3 separate regions of the Sus scrofa genome follow, and regions 2 and 3 are each linked to region 1. Evidence: chromatin contacts called from public Hi-C and HiChIP or PLAC-seq data. All regions are on one chromosome and are shown on one strand. Each heading gives the region's core, a stretch centred on a gene start, on an enhancer-like site or on the middle of the called end of the contact. The rest is flanking DNA. Distances are from core to core; before and after follow the strand shown. Region 1 has its middle 230 kb from the start of IRS1. Region 2 has its middle 600 kb from the start of NYAP2. Region 3 has its middle 540 kb from the start of IRS1.

Evidence for each region. A called contact is a pair of places that touch in the nucleus more often than the background predicts. HiChIP or PLAC-seq counts read pairs in DNA pulled down with a chosen protein or histone mark.
Region 2: a contact with region 1 is called in an H3K27ac HiChIP or PLAC-seq map of alveolar macrophages. The contact joins two enhancer-like sites. A contact is called at or near these places in 2 of 47 Hi-C or Micro-C datasets (embryonic fibroblasts and mesenchymal stem cells) and 1 of 2 datasets of contacts at active chromatin or transcription factors (alveolar macrophages).
Region 3: a contact with region 1 is called in a Hi-C map of liver, with 2.7 times the contacts expected there. The contact joins two enhancer-like sites. A contact is called at or near these places in 1 of 47 Hi-C or Micro-C datasets (liver) and 1 of 2 datasets of contacts at active chromatin or transcription factors (alveolar macrophages).

What each region holds. Positions count from the first base shown.
Region 1 is chr15:128,075,693-128,079,972 of Sscrofa11.1, reverse strand. No RefSeq gene overlaps it. Among named protein-coding and RNA genes, the nearest start is that of IRS1, 230 kb to the left of the region's middle. Within about 2 kb of position 1,727, at least 22 of the 83 cell types and tissues checked have an H3K27ac peak or open chromatin away from gene starts, as enhancers often do. A contact at or near this core is called in alveolar macrophages and liver, where this site is marked.
Region 2 is chr15:127,630,347-127,634,626 of Sscrofa11.1, reverse strand. No RefSeq gene overlaps it. Among named protein-coding and RNA genes, the nearest start is that of NYAP2, 600 kb to the right of the region's middle. Within about 2 kb of position 1,731, at least 15 of the 83 cell types and tissues checked have an H3K27ac peak or open chromatin away from gene starts, as enhancers often do. A contact at or near this core is called in alveolar macrophages, where this site is marked.
Region 3 is chr15:127,763,500-127,767,779 of Sscrofa11.1, reverse strand. No RefSeq gene overlaps it. Among named protein-coding and RNA genes, the nearest start is that of IRS1, 540 kb to the left of the region's middle. Within about 2 kb of position 2,414, at least 4 of the 83 cell types and tissues checked have an H3K27ac peak or open chromatin away from gene starts, as enhancers often do. A contact at or near this core is called in liver, where this site is marked.

The sequences.
Region 1 (4,280 bases), core at 478-2,977:
AGAGCTCACTGGTTGAATTGTCAATTTATTTGTGAACATGTGGGAGAATTTTTCTAATGTGTGGGCACAATCATTCTAGACCAATGTCAAAGTATCAGTCATTTTTCTTTCTGTATTTTAAGAACAATATCATAGAATGATACATTTATTCCAAGTGTGGTGTTTTTTTGTGTGTGTGTAAATTTTTTTTCTTTTTATAACCTAGAAAATTTTCTTGCCTTTCATCACTTTTTATAGCCACGAAGTAATTCCTTTCAATTGATTAAATTGCAAGGCTGAAAGTCATAATGCTATTACCACAGATATCATTAAAAATACGTATAACTGAAGAACAACAACGAAACCCTTTTTTACTGCATTTTTCTTTGTTCTTTATTCACAGAGGAAATAAACTCCAAGTATCTAATTTTGAAAGGTGAGGCTGGCTAGCCTTAGGGTTAAAACTCATGATAGATATTACATTTTCTAGAAAGCCAAGCAATTGACTCTGAACTTAAGTGGCAAATTAACGTGCTCTTTATATAAAGATAGATTAGTGCAATCTTGCCTTTAGTATCATCTCCGTACTGTGTTTGTGTCTATGTGTGTGCTGTCTTAGATTCTAATGGAACCATAAAAAAGGCCAAAAGTTCACAAATTTCATAAAAGGAAAATGTACAGAGAATCATAGCCATTGTGGTAGTGACTCTTGTCCCTAAACATTGCTTCTTAGGTAGTTTCATTAACATGAAAGCAATAGTTGCTTCACAGAGACATTTATTTTACGCTCATGTTTTGTGGCTGCAGTACACCAGGACTCTTCAGAAGAAAAAAAAAAGGCAGCTAAATTCCCCAAAAGAATAATTTTTAAATTCCTTCGGGATCTAGTGATTTTTTTGGAGGTCTACTTCACGTTCAATTCTGACAGACAAGGAATCCTATCACTTTGAATTCAACAGTATTCTTCTACAAGGGGATTTTTTTTTTTTTCCATGAGAGTTTTTCACCCCTGTTTGTCCTGGTTTTTCACCCCTGTTTGTCCTGAGGGCTTATGCCCTTTGGTGTTTGTAATGGCTAAGCTATAATTGAGGGTGTTTCTCACGGCCAAACACGGTTGAGAAAGAGGGTTGGAGAAATGTGAGCTTTGAATGCATAAATGAAGTGGTGTTCCAGGAAAGGGGACAGGGGCTTCTCCTTGTCAGAGGGAAGAACTGCTACTGGTAAGTGGGAGGAGGGCACGGTAGTGATTTGGATGCAATCAGATCACTCGCCTTGTGAGTCATCGTTAGTCACACCCACATCCCTTGCTGACTCCTCTCTGTCCCATTTTTTCCACGGTTGCATCAGGGATCAGCATTGCAAACAGCCAGGCACTGAGTCAGCTTCTCTATTGGTAAAAGGGAAGCAACTTGAATTGTTAGCCTTTGGCAGGAAAAAACAAAATTAAAAATCCTTATTCTAAGGCTGCGTGTGAAGAGAAGGAACGTCTTTATTGAGCTTATAGGTTTTACTTATTATGTAGAGTCACTGATGTATAATATTTGCTGTGGTCTGAATTGTATCTCCCCCCACCACCCCCAAATTCATATGTAGAGCCCCTAATTCCTAATATGACTGAGTTTGGAGATGGGGCCTTTGAAGAAAGAATTTGGGTTCGAGGCGGTCATGAGGGTGGGGTCCAAGTCCGGGGACCAGTGCACTCCTAAGAAGAGGAAGAGACACTAGGGATGCCCAGGCTTAGAGGACAGGCCACGTGAGGACACATCGAGAAGGTGGCATCTCCAGGCCAAGGGGAGAGGCCTCAGGAGACACCAGCCTTGCTGACAACTTGACCTTGGATTTCCTGCCTCCAGAACTGTGAGAAATAAATGTTGGTGTCCCCCAGTCTGCGATGCTTTGTTAACGGCAGCTCTGGCAGATTAATACACTGTTGATGGATGATTCCCACGCAATCCCTTATTCAAAAATGACTCCGTTGTACATACTTCTACCATTTGTACATATGGTTAAATACTGTTCTTATTTATTGGAAACACATCCCAAGCCTTAATGGCTCTATTGCCTTGTTATTAAGGAGACTGCAGAGATCTAGAATTATTATTATTATTTTTTTCCTGCGAATATGGTGACACAGCTACCAATGAGAGAACTAAGGAATTAAAAATAGTTAATCAAATTTTCAAATGTACTTATGAATACAAGGTCATCAGCACATGGGCTCCCAGAGAGGCTGAAAAGACCTGCGTGTATTGCATTCATCTGTAGTTCAGGAAGACTCATCAGCCTTAAACACGCAAGTCTGAAATGTGAGGAAAACATGATAGCTGCCCACATACCCCTTGCTTGAGCTAACATATCCTTAAGGTAGGCGCTTTTGCCAGCTGATTATGTGGTAGGAAGATAGTTAGGAATATATAACCTAACAAATAAATATCAAGAGATGCCTCGTGGGAGTTGTTACAGTGGAACAAAAGAACTAAATTCTTGACTAATTTTTTAAGCCTTAAAACTGGAGCACACACACAATGCAGATGACATAAGACACAGCAACTTCTTTCTCTACTCACCCTTTCTAGATAAACAGTCCATGGACTTGGCATGTGATGAGAGTCAAAGGTGAAGAATAAAGTTGAGACATAGGCTTTTGAGAAACAACCAGGAGCTAGTGTCAGCAAGGAGCAGGGAAGAGACAATTGAAACGTCTGTTGGGTTAGTCCACCTGAGAGTTGAGGAGACCAGTTCTTTGCTTCCTGAGCACAGCTCTTAGATGTTTCAATTTTTCTAGTTTATAAGACATTTCCCATGGCATGGCTTAGAAGGCTTGAGGAGAAGTGTTTGGACACATGGGCCAGAAGTAGCCTCATTGAGTTTCCTTACTCCTAGTCATAGATTTCCTGGGTATGCATGAGGGGCTCCGATGTGGCCCCAGGGAGGTCTTATGCTGAAAGGAAGTGTTTCTGTCACTTAACTGCTGAAGAGCTGAGACTCTCAGATGTGTGGGCAGCTGCTGCTCCTGTACTTCTAGGTTTTGATCTACTCATGTTTGTCAGGCCACAGGGCCATCTCTGGGGATGACCTTGCATTCTGTGAGATTATGCTTCTCTCTTCCTTATCCTCACCTAGTGAAAGAGCCCTCCAAATAAAAAATGGAGTTTATTGTAAAAAAGGAAACATTTCATTTTTTGTATATCTGGGTTTGGTCTTAAAAGGCCACGGATGCCCCAACTTAATCTTAACTGGTTGGTGGGGGCAACCAGTTCCCACCTGGTAGAGTGGGCGCATTTTGTATTTGGGAGGCAGATGTAGAAAGGTGAGAGGTAGGCCAGCAGGATAGTCTCTTGGGCCTTGAATGCCCATTTCCATAACTGGTTGTCTTTAAAAGAATGGGAACTTCTGCTCTAAAGACTGAGTGCTCTATTAGGGCTTTGTGGGTAACATGTGCTTCTTGTCCTTTGTTTCTGGTCTTATTTTAAATCTCCTAAAGAGACTCCTCTTAGCCTAATCCTCAACAGGATGGTGTGCTTAGATTATATGAAGGTTTTGGGGAGGGGGCCGGTTTCCAGAAACACAAGGCAAGCTAGATTCTTACCACCAACTGGAGTAGATGCAATTGCAGACAGACTCTGGAGCCATGCTGGCCATTCATTGTAGAACAGTTTAGATATGGGAGAAACTGGGTCAAGGACAAAAGCCCAGGACAGAGGACATCAGAGCCAGGACAGTGCAGGGCCTGCCCTTCCGCAGTGTGTGCTCATCTTCTGTTTCAATTACAACCAAACTTGTCTTCAGGTGATTAGATCTTTCTCTGGAGGACATTTCTTAAAATCTCCTGAACAAATATCATTTACCTAAAGCATTCCATGCCACCATGTTCTTAATGACTTGAGAGGGAATCTATTTCGATGTTTTGTGTGTCCTTACAATAAATAGGTCGTTATAAAAGCTACTCCCCCTACCCTATGATTTGCAAAGAGCTCTTTTTACTTGGCAGATCCCTGAAAGTCTACAAATTTTTCCTCCTAGGAATGGAAACTGAAATCTCTCCTTTGGACACTTTAAAAGCACAAACCATCCAATGTGTAATAATCAGGTTTTCTCACTCCTTGGCCACCCATTGATCCTCTTAAAATGACCTGCTTCTTCACTGCCTTTTGTCACAGAGTTGCTGTTGGGAGGCAGATAGAGAACAGGCCCTACAATTTGCCATGTGCTGCCTGCATGAACGGGGTGTGCCTTGTCAAAAAGAACAATGGAATTAATTACTTGAACAGAAATTATCCAGCTGGTAGTTGGAGAGGGAT
Region 2 (4,280 bases), core at 482-2,981, 450 kb after region 1:
TTTAATCATGGAGTGACTTTATAGCATATAGCATATAGTATCATATCATTGCATTATTATATGAGCTCTAACAACTGGGAAAAATTATATTTTAATATTTTTGAAATTACCCAAGTAAGACTATTTTTAATAAATAATCTTTTCACCATGCTGGAATGGTGACAAGTTATATGGCAATTTCATACAATAAGCAGTTAATATCAAAAGACAAACACTTATCAAATGTGCTAAATGTCAGTTTAATAGCGGTTTTCAGAATTTCTAGAAGTAATTAGTTGTTTGCCATATTTTGGGTAAGGTTGACTTGTGTTTGGGTGTTCTGGATATGCTTGTATGTTCGTGTGTGCATGCATTAACTCTACATAAGCTAAAAATAGTTAAATGCAAGTGGAAGGTTTAAATGTTTAATTTGCTTTGCTTTGCTATATAGTTTCCTTTTCAGACTGATGGACATAGGCAATTGCTCTGTTCATAAGTAGTGTAGCATAAATATACTTTATTTTTTCAGTTTTATGAAAGGAATTTACATGTGTTTTGAAAGTGGACTTCAAGACAAAAATCTAATCTTTTAACTAAAGACAAGCAACTAGATTTGACTATAAATGTAAAATATAATATGTACTTAACTGTGCATATTAAGCTATAAACTTATGGTCCTACCTGGCCATATACACACCCAGGATTCTCCTATGAGTGCCCAAATTCCCATTGCCATTGCAAACTCTCATTTTATGTAAGAATGTCAACTAACTTGAACCAATTTTTCCCTCGAAGTTTGTCACATAGGAAGAAAACACAAGGAATCGTATGATAATTTTAAGAACTTTATTGGAGCAATTAATATTACTCTGTTTTATGTTTTTTTTTTGTCTCTTGAACAGAGAAAATTTGACTCCCCATCAGTTGAATATTTATGACTATTTTTAGTCAAATACTTATAAGAAAATGTCAATTACCCAGTCTTAATAACTGACACATTTGCTATTATCACAGACTCTTCTGTTGAAGGAGGTGACATTGAATACATGCATTTGACCATTAGGAAAGCATAATATTTTGCAATGTTTTTCTCCACCTATTTTTCAACTATATCTAATTGATTATCCTCCTGTAACATTTTATTCTGTTTGTGAAACCCTGTCCTTAAGCATCTTCCTTTTCCAAGGGCATCAAAATTTTGAAATCAATGGCATAGGCTGTCTGGCAAACACAAAATTGATAGCCTTCCTTCCTTGTATTAGCATAACCTGCCAATTTATTATGAAAGAGTGAATGACATGCTTGCGTTGCGATTAGAACTGGTCATGACAGGTCACTTGAAAACTTACTGATGGTGTGTGAGACATGCTTTTTAATTAAAATGTAGGACTGGGTTGCTAGCCAAACACCCTTTTCTCCTTACTCATCACATTTATTGAGTCATGTATTTGCTTATTTGCATTATTTTAAATTAGCAATGATGAGTCAGGGTAGGGTACAGAAGGCAGGTCCCTTAGAAAGGGGGGGTGGAGGGTGGGGGACACAGAATAACATGATCTTTTTTTCAGGGTGAGCAAAAGCTCATTGCCTGGAGAAATACTGCAAAAAGATATGAACATTAACATTATAACTTGGATGAGATAAATTTTTACCAGAATTAACTGTTCATTTCATTCTTCTCCTTAAGGCAGACGCAAGGGGAGATTGGTTCTCCCACTTTCACCCGCTTCTCTTTCACAAAGTTAGAACTTAAGCAAGAGATTCCCAGCCCAGATTGCACAATATCCTTGGGGTTATTGTGATCTCCTAAGGATGTTGTGAAACTCTCAAGGCGAAATTAATTGCAATGTGACTTCGTTTTTTCAAGTGAAATGTGTACCATAAAGCAGCCTCAGGAGGAGGCTTGATGGATAAAGAGGGAGGTGAGGAATCCAGCTAAGGATTACAGGGTGTCAGAACTGCAGGACTCTGGTGGCTGGCAGTGACTTCTGCTTTCATCCCACAGACATCTGCGGATGAGGGCATGGGATGAAAAGCCATGAATCTTCTCTGTAATTTTTATTGCCACAACATTCCACCGTGGCTGCACTGCTCAGCCCCAAAGAGCTCACACGTACTTTTGTTTGTTCAGAAGCGTTTTTAAAGACTTGAGTATGCCCACTTATGGCTGTGAAAGAGGGTCTTGCTGTGAGTTAGAGTCTGTTGTTTTTGTTTGTTTGTTTGTTTGATTTGGCTTGTTTGTTGCAGAATACAGTATCTGACTTACAGTTACCTCCTTTCACTTTTAGACTGGACAGAGCTTGGTTTAAATCTTTTTCCAGTAATGTGAATTGGACATGCTAAGGAACAATTTCCTCATGTGTCAAATGGGCCAGCATCTACCTCCTAGGACTGGTGTGAGAAAAGAGTTTTAAATACTCTGACAAAACGCTGTCTGGAGAGAAGAAACTCCATCAAGTTTAGTCCCTAATGGTTTCCTAATGAGACTGTCTCAGTCAGAGCTGCCGTTTTCACTTGGCTTTGCTGTCCTGAGTGTGTTTATCTTCTCTCTGATTTTACTGCAAGTTCTAGGTCATTCACAAGTGGAGTGTATCTTTCATTTATCAGCTCTAACCACATATTTCATCAGGTTGCTTTGTTTTCATAAAAGGCAAAACCTGGAAAATATCTGTTAGGGCCAGCCAGTTCAATCTTCCCATTTTTATGGCTGAAAGGAACTAAGATTCAGTCAAATTTCATCATTTTCCAAATAAGTTTTCAGCTAAAATTGGTGAAACAGGGGAGACTAAACTCCCACTCTCTAGACCAGACCCAGTCTCAGGCCTTTGCTATATCACCCGTCACTTCTGTGTGTAATCATGTTTTTATTTCAAAGATCCATCAGAGTACTTACAGATAAGCAAGGTTGGGACTTTGTGAAAATGTAGAAATCCTTGTTTAATTTCTGTAACTGAATTTGATATCTGCCTTCATGAAGTCAGTTACTGTGAAGAGTTGATTTCCTACAGCAATAACAGAAAATGTGTTTTGACACCACAGTCAGTGAGCTGTAAATTTACAGTTTTAAGTTGGATGCTAAGAAGACAAAGCAAACTGAGTCACAAACAAGACAGGAAGTAGTTTCAGTTGTAAATCAGACAACAAAAAACCCTAAGACTTTGGTTTTGCCCCTGGTAGTAACTCTGGTTTGTTTCAGGTTCTAGGGAGTGATTGTCCCTTGACAAGAATTAAATAGAGGAGAATATTCAACTTTTAAGTGTTATCAGCTAGACATGAGATATTTTATGAGATGATAGAGAGTAGACAGAGCTATTTAATGAGATGATACTTTTACTCAGGTGGCCACCATAGTGGCAAATTATCAAAAGCCTTCTGTTTCTCTGTTTCCTGAGTCTTAGAATAAAGAACAAGTTTCTTGTGCTTTATGATTATGTGGCATCATACTTGGAATTGCCCTCAGTTCAAAATGCCCTGCAATAGTCCAATTAGAAGATGTTACAGTAAAATGAAATCAGTACACTAGACTCAATTCAGGAAGAACTGATACAATGTTTTATGAAAGTCATTTCCATTCTTCCTGAAATTTTTTGCTTGAATTCTTCAGAGAGTAAATTCCTAGCCTTATCGTAAGATCCCTTGGGTAGCTTTGCATCATTTCCAAAAATTGCTCAGATTTTCTGTTCATTTTCCCTCATTTTCTAAATTCATGGATCTGAGCATAGGGTTTATGAATTGTGGTTTATGCACTATGGTTTATGACTAAGGAGGTAATGATTTTTGATTTTTTTCCCCGTTTTAACATCAAATTGCAGTGGTACTCTCTTCAATTCATCATTGGTAAAATATTTTATGTGCATTTTTCTTAATTTTGAACTTTAAAATTACTGATAGTTTGCTTAAGTATATTTTACAGACTGAACTACAATGACTTCAAACTTAATCCCTAATTTTGCAATAAACTGACATCAGTAAAATATGTCAGCAAGTAATGTGGAATATTGCTAAAATCACTGGGTTCAATGTTTGTTTAGAAGGGAGCCCAGGAAATGAAATGTCTTTCGAAAGACAAATCTTGATATGGCACATCCTGTAACATTGTTTTTCTTATGCCCCTGTCAATTTCCCCTTGTGAATTTCAATTTTTATTTTTCCCTACTTGATATAACCAAACACTTTTTCTTCACCTAAAACTGTAGCAGGGAAGAAACATGGACTTTAGCATCAGAAGAGCCTGGATTTGATCCAAGTCCCCACTTAAATTATCTCTGTGATGTTGGATAAGTTATTTGACCTCTTTAAAT
Region 3 (4,280 bases), core at 1,165-3,664, 310 kb after region 1:
TCCAATAGGATTTTAGGTCTTTCTTATTTTACCTGAGACAACACTACAGGGAAAAGCACAACTTTTTTTGGTACACATTTAACATTTTTCATTTTATCCAAGTAGAAATGATAGCTTTGTTTTGGTCATCATCTTTTAGCACTTCAAACTGTTCACCAATGTATCTCCCCTTCTTCTTTCATACACAACTTGGTGATATACAGATTTTGGCACATAGCTCACTGGGAACCATATTTTACATTTGTGTACTAATTCTATCGTTACTTGATACTAGTTTCTCAAAGTTATTGGAATAATGACTTTTGTTAATTAAGGTCATTTGCAAGTAATTGCTGGTTAATTTCAGAGGAAAAAATCTACTTTCACAACTTCACTTTGTTAAATTCTATAAGCATATTCTTCTTTATCTTCACTTTTTATTTTATTTTATTTGCTTTTTTAGGGTCACACCCACAGCATTTGAAAGTTCTCAGGCTAGGGGTCAAATCAGAGCTACAGCTGCTGGCCTACACTACAGCCACAGCAACGCCAGATCTGAGCCATGTCTGCAAACTATGCCACATCTCATGGCAGTGCCAGATCCTTAACCCACTGAGCAAGGATAGTGATCGAACCTGCATCTTCATGGATACTAGTTGGTTTCGTTTCTGCTGCACCACAACAGGAATTCCATACATTTTATTTTTTTAATAAGTTTTATTGGAGTACAGTTGACTTAGAAAGTTTTGTTAGTTTCACGTGTACAGCAAAATAAATCAGTTATACATATACATTTTTCCATTCCTTTTCAGATTCTTTTCCCATATAAGTTATTGCACAGTATTGAGTAGATTACTCTGTGCTATACAGGATATCCTTGTTCCCTATCTATTTTATATATAGTAGTATGCATATATCAATCCCAAGCTCTTAATTTATCCCTCCCTCATTTGCATTTTGGTTTTTTTTATTTTTTATTTTTTTGGTCTTTTTTTGCTATTTCTTGGGCCGTTCCCGCAGCATATGGAGGTTCCCAGGCTAGGGGTTGAATCGGAGCTGCAGCCACTGGCCTACGCCAGAGCCACAGCAACTCAGGATCCGAGCCGCGTCTGCAGCCTACACCACAGCTCACGGCAACGCCGGATCCTTAACCCACTGAGCAAGGGCAGGGACCAAACCGACAACCTCATGGTTCCTAGTCGGATTCGTTAACCACTGCGCCACCACGGGAACTCCTCATTTGCATTTTATTTGGAGATAACTGTAGAATTCTGCTCTCATAATTACACATTTAAATTGTTTAATAAACAACAAGGTCCTAGTGTGTAGCACAGGGAACTATATATATTATCCTATGATAAACCATAATGGACAATAATATTAAAAATAATACATATGCGTGTGTGTGTGTGTGTGTGTGTGTATATGACTGAATCATTTTGCTGTATAGCAGAAATCAATGCAATATTGTAAATCAACTATAATTCAATTAAAAAAGATAATTGTTTAAATAAATAGCCTCACAAATTCTTTTAAATAAGGATTGATAAATCTTTGAAAAATCTTTGAAAAATCTTTTTTTAAATTAAAAGCATTTGAAAAATCTTTTTTTAAATTAAAAAAATTTTTTTTATTACTCAATGAAGTTATTACATTTATAATTGTACGATGATCATCACAATCCAATTTGTTTTCACTTTTCTTTTGAACTGGGTAACAGCTGAAATAAGTGAGAAATGGTCTCGATAGAGAGTTGGCATTGGGTTCCTGACTCTACTTAGGTTTACAAATTTGAGGAGTTAATAACTCACATTTACCAAGGATGCACTATGATCCAAGTACTGGATCAAGTGTTTTAAATGGATTATTTTATTGAAGCTTCTCAACAAGCTTTTGTGTGTGTGTGTCTTTTTTCTAGGGCCTCTCCTGCGGCATATGGAGGTTCCCAGGCTTGGGGGGGGGTGGTCTAAGCCTACACCACAGGCACAGCAATGCAGGATCCAAGCCTTGTCTGCGACCTACACCACAGCTCACGGCAATGCTGGATCCCTAACCCCCTGAGTGAGGCCAGGGATCAAACCCACAACCTCATGGTTCCTAGTCAGATTTGTTAACTACTGAGCCACGCCGAGAACTCCCTCAACAAGCTTAATGTGATGCTTTTAGAGTCTCCTGTGAAATTGAGGCACAAAGAACTGCTTAAACTCAAATAGTTAGGAAGTGGAGGGGGGGAGCTCTGATTCAAATGCAGGTGGTCTCATTTCAGAGACCAGATTCTAAATGTGGATACTACATTTGATCACAGTCACTGAGACTCAACCCTTTTTAACTTTGCAGGTGGGAATCCAGTATTTCTGGATCATAACAAAGGCCTGCACATGTTTCATTGTGACCATTGGCCGAGTTTCTCCACTGGGAGAGGCTCATGCAGACACCAGCCAAGACTGAGGACGTCCATTTAGATCAAATTCCAACTGCTTGTTTACTCCTCTAGCTGCCGTTTCAGGCTTGTCTTTTGGGGAATTTTTTTTTTTTTTAATCTGTCTTGAAGCTGAAGACGTTCTATGCTGGAAACTAAGTGACTATATTAAAAAGCAGTTCATTCTTAAGTCTTTTTATTTAGCCCCATAAGCAAAGTTAAAAAGTTACTTTGCTTGCACTGATTGTTTATGGCAACCATGGAAATTCAAACAGACTGACAGAGGTTTGCCCTGGAGTTCAAGGACCTCAGAGTATGGACAAATACATTTCTTAAAAATAATTAAATATCTGATAGTAATCATTTTATGGAGGCTGGTGCACAACCAAAAGATATTCGTTTGCTCTGATCATATTAGTATGGAATAAGTTTAGGGCTCATAAATATATTCAATGGCTAGTGTGTTTTTATTCTTAACATGACGTTAGATGTTATTTAATCATAATTCATAAGTTAAAATGTTACTTACAATTAAAAAAAAAGAAACTTAAATGTCCAGCAATATGGGATTGGTTAAGACATTTTTATTCGTAAGATGGAATGCAACACTCATTAAAATATATTTAGGTGAATAATCCTGTTAAAAATGTGGTTAAGTGGGAATAAATTAGTAACAACTACAAATCAGGAACAGGATATGAATTCACTTTCATAAAACAATCAACAAAAGAAAATAATTACCTATGATAAGATATTTCAATCTTTTTCTTTTTGCTTATTTTTATTTTTAACACTAAATATGTATTGTTTGCATAAGGAAAAATTACAAATGAAATATTACTTTAGGACAATGTACAAGAAGGCAATCTATTCATGAAGGAAACACAAATTAGGTATTGTGGATGAAAGACAAATATAAAAGGCAACTCATTGAAAATGCTTTCTTAAGATTTTATTTATGCAAATGCTAGGTAGCATATGCTGAACCTTGCAGTTTGGCATGCAAATAGCTCATCTTCTAATGGCCCAGGGGATCTTGCTCAGGTATGGGAGATTATTTAAAGTTACTTTAAACAACCAATTCCATTTAGTCTATAGAACCAAGCAGAGTAAAAAAAACAAAAGCCTATCCCAAGTTGGAATAGGTCAGCTACCCTATTAAAAACATGTGGGTTTTTATATTATTAATTCTCCTTAGGGCCAATTTTGTCTGTACATATTTGTTTACCTCAAGAATAAAAGTTACATTGACCTGGAGCAGAAATCTTATTCCTTCTAAAGTCCATCTGGCCATTTGCAATTTTACTCATTGGCAAGTATCCAAAAAAAAAAAGATCTAACATATTCCAAAATAGACCTTGCCTTATATTTAGGATTTTATAAACTTTGAAATGTGTTTTCAACACTTATGAAATACTTAAACTTCTTTAAATGCTCCCCATTGCTCTTTGAATAATATCTAAACTTTAAAAAATGATTTATGTGGTCCTTCTTGGTCTGGCCCTTGTTTGCTCCACTTGTCCTATCTGCCTTGTCTCTCTAGCTCCTCAAAATGTTTCCAATTAAACTGGATTTATTTCAGTTCCTTTGTGCACACTCTTGCCTGTGGAACTTCCTGTTCTCCTAAGCAACTCTCACTCATACATGAAGTCTAGGATGAAACATCCCAGTTCCTCTAGAGATCACATCGAGGAATCACCTGTCCACCTGGATCGTGGAGAGAAACTAAGTTTTTTTATTCTCCACTGCATTGCCAGGTCCTAATATAAAGAAGGTCTACATTGAATATGTAATGATGGATACCATGCAGATTTCCTTTGAACACTATATTTCTGAAGATGAATTTCATTCTCCCCCAATATGGTATGTGGGAAAGACCAGG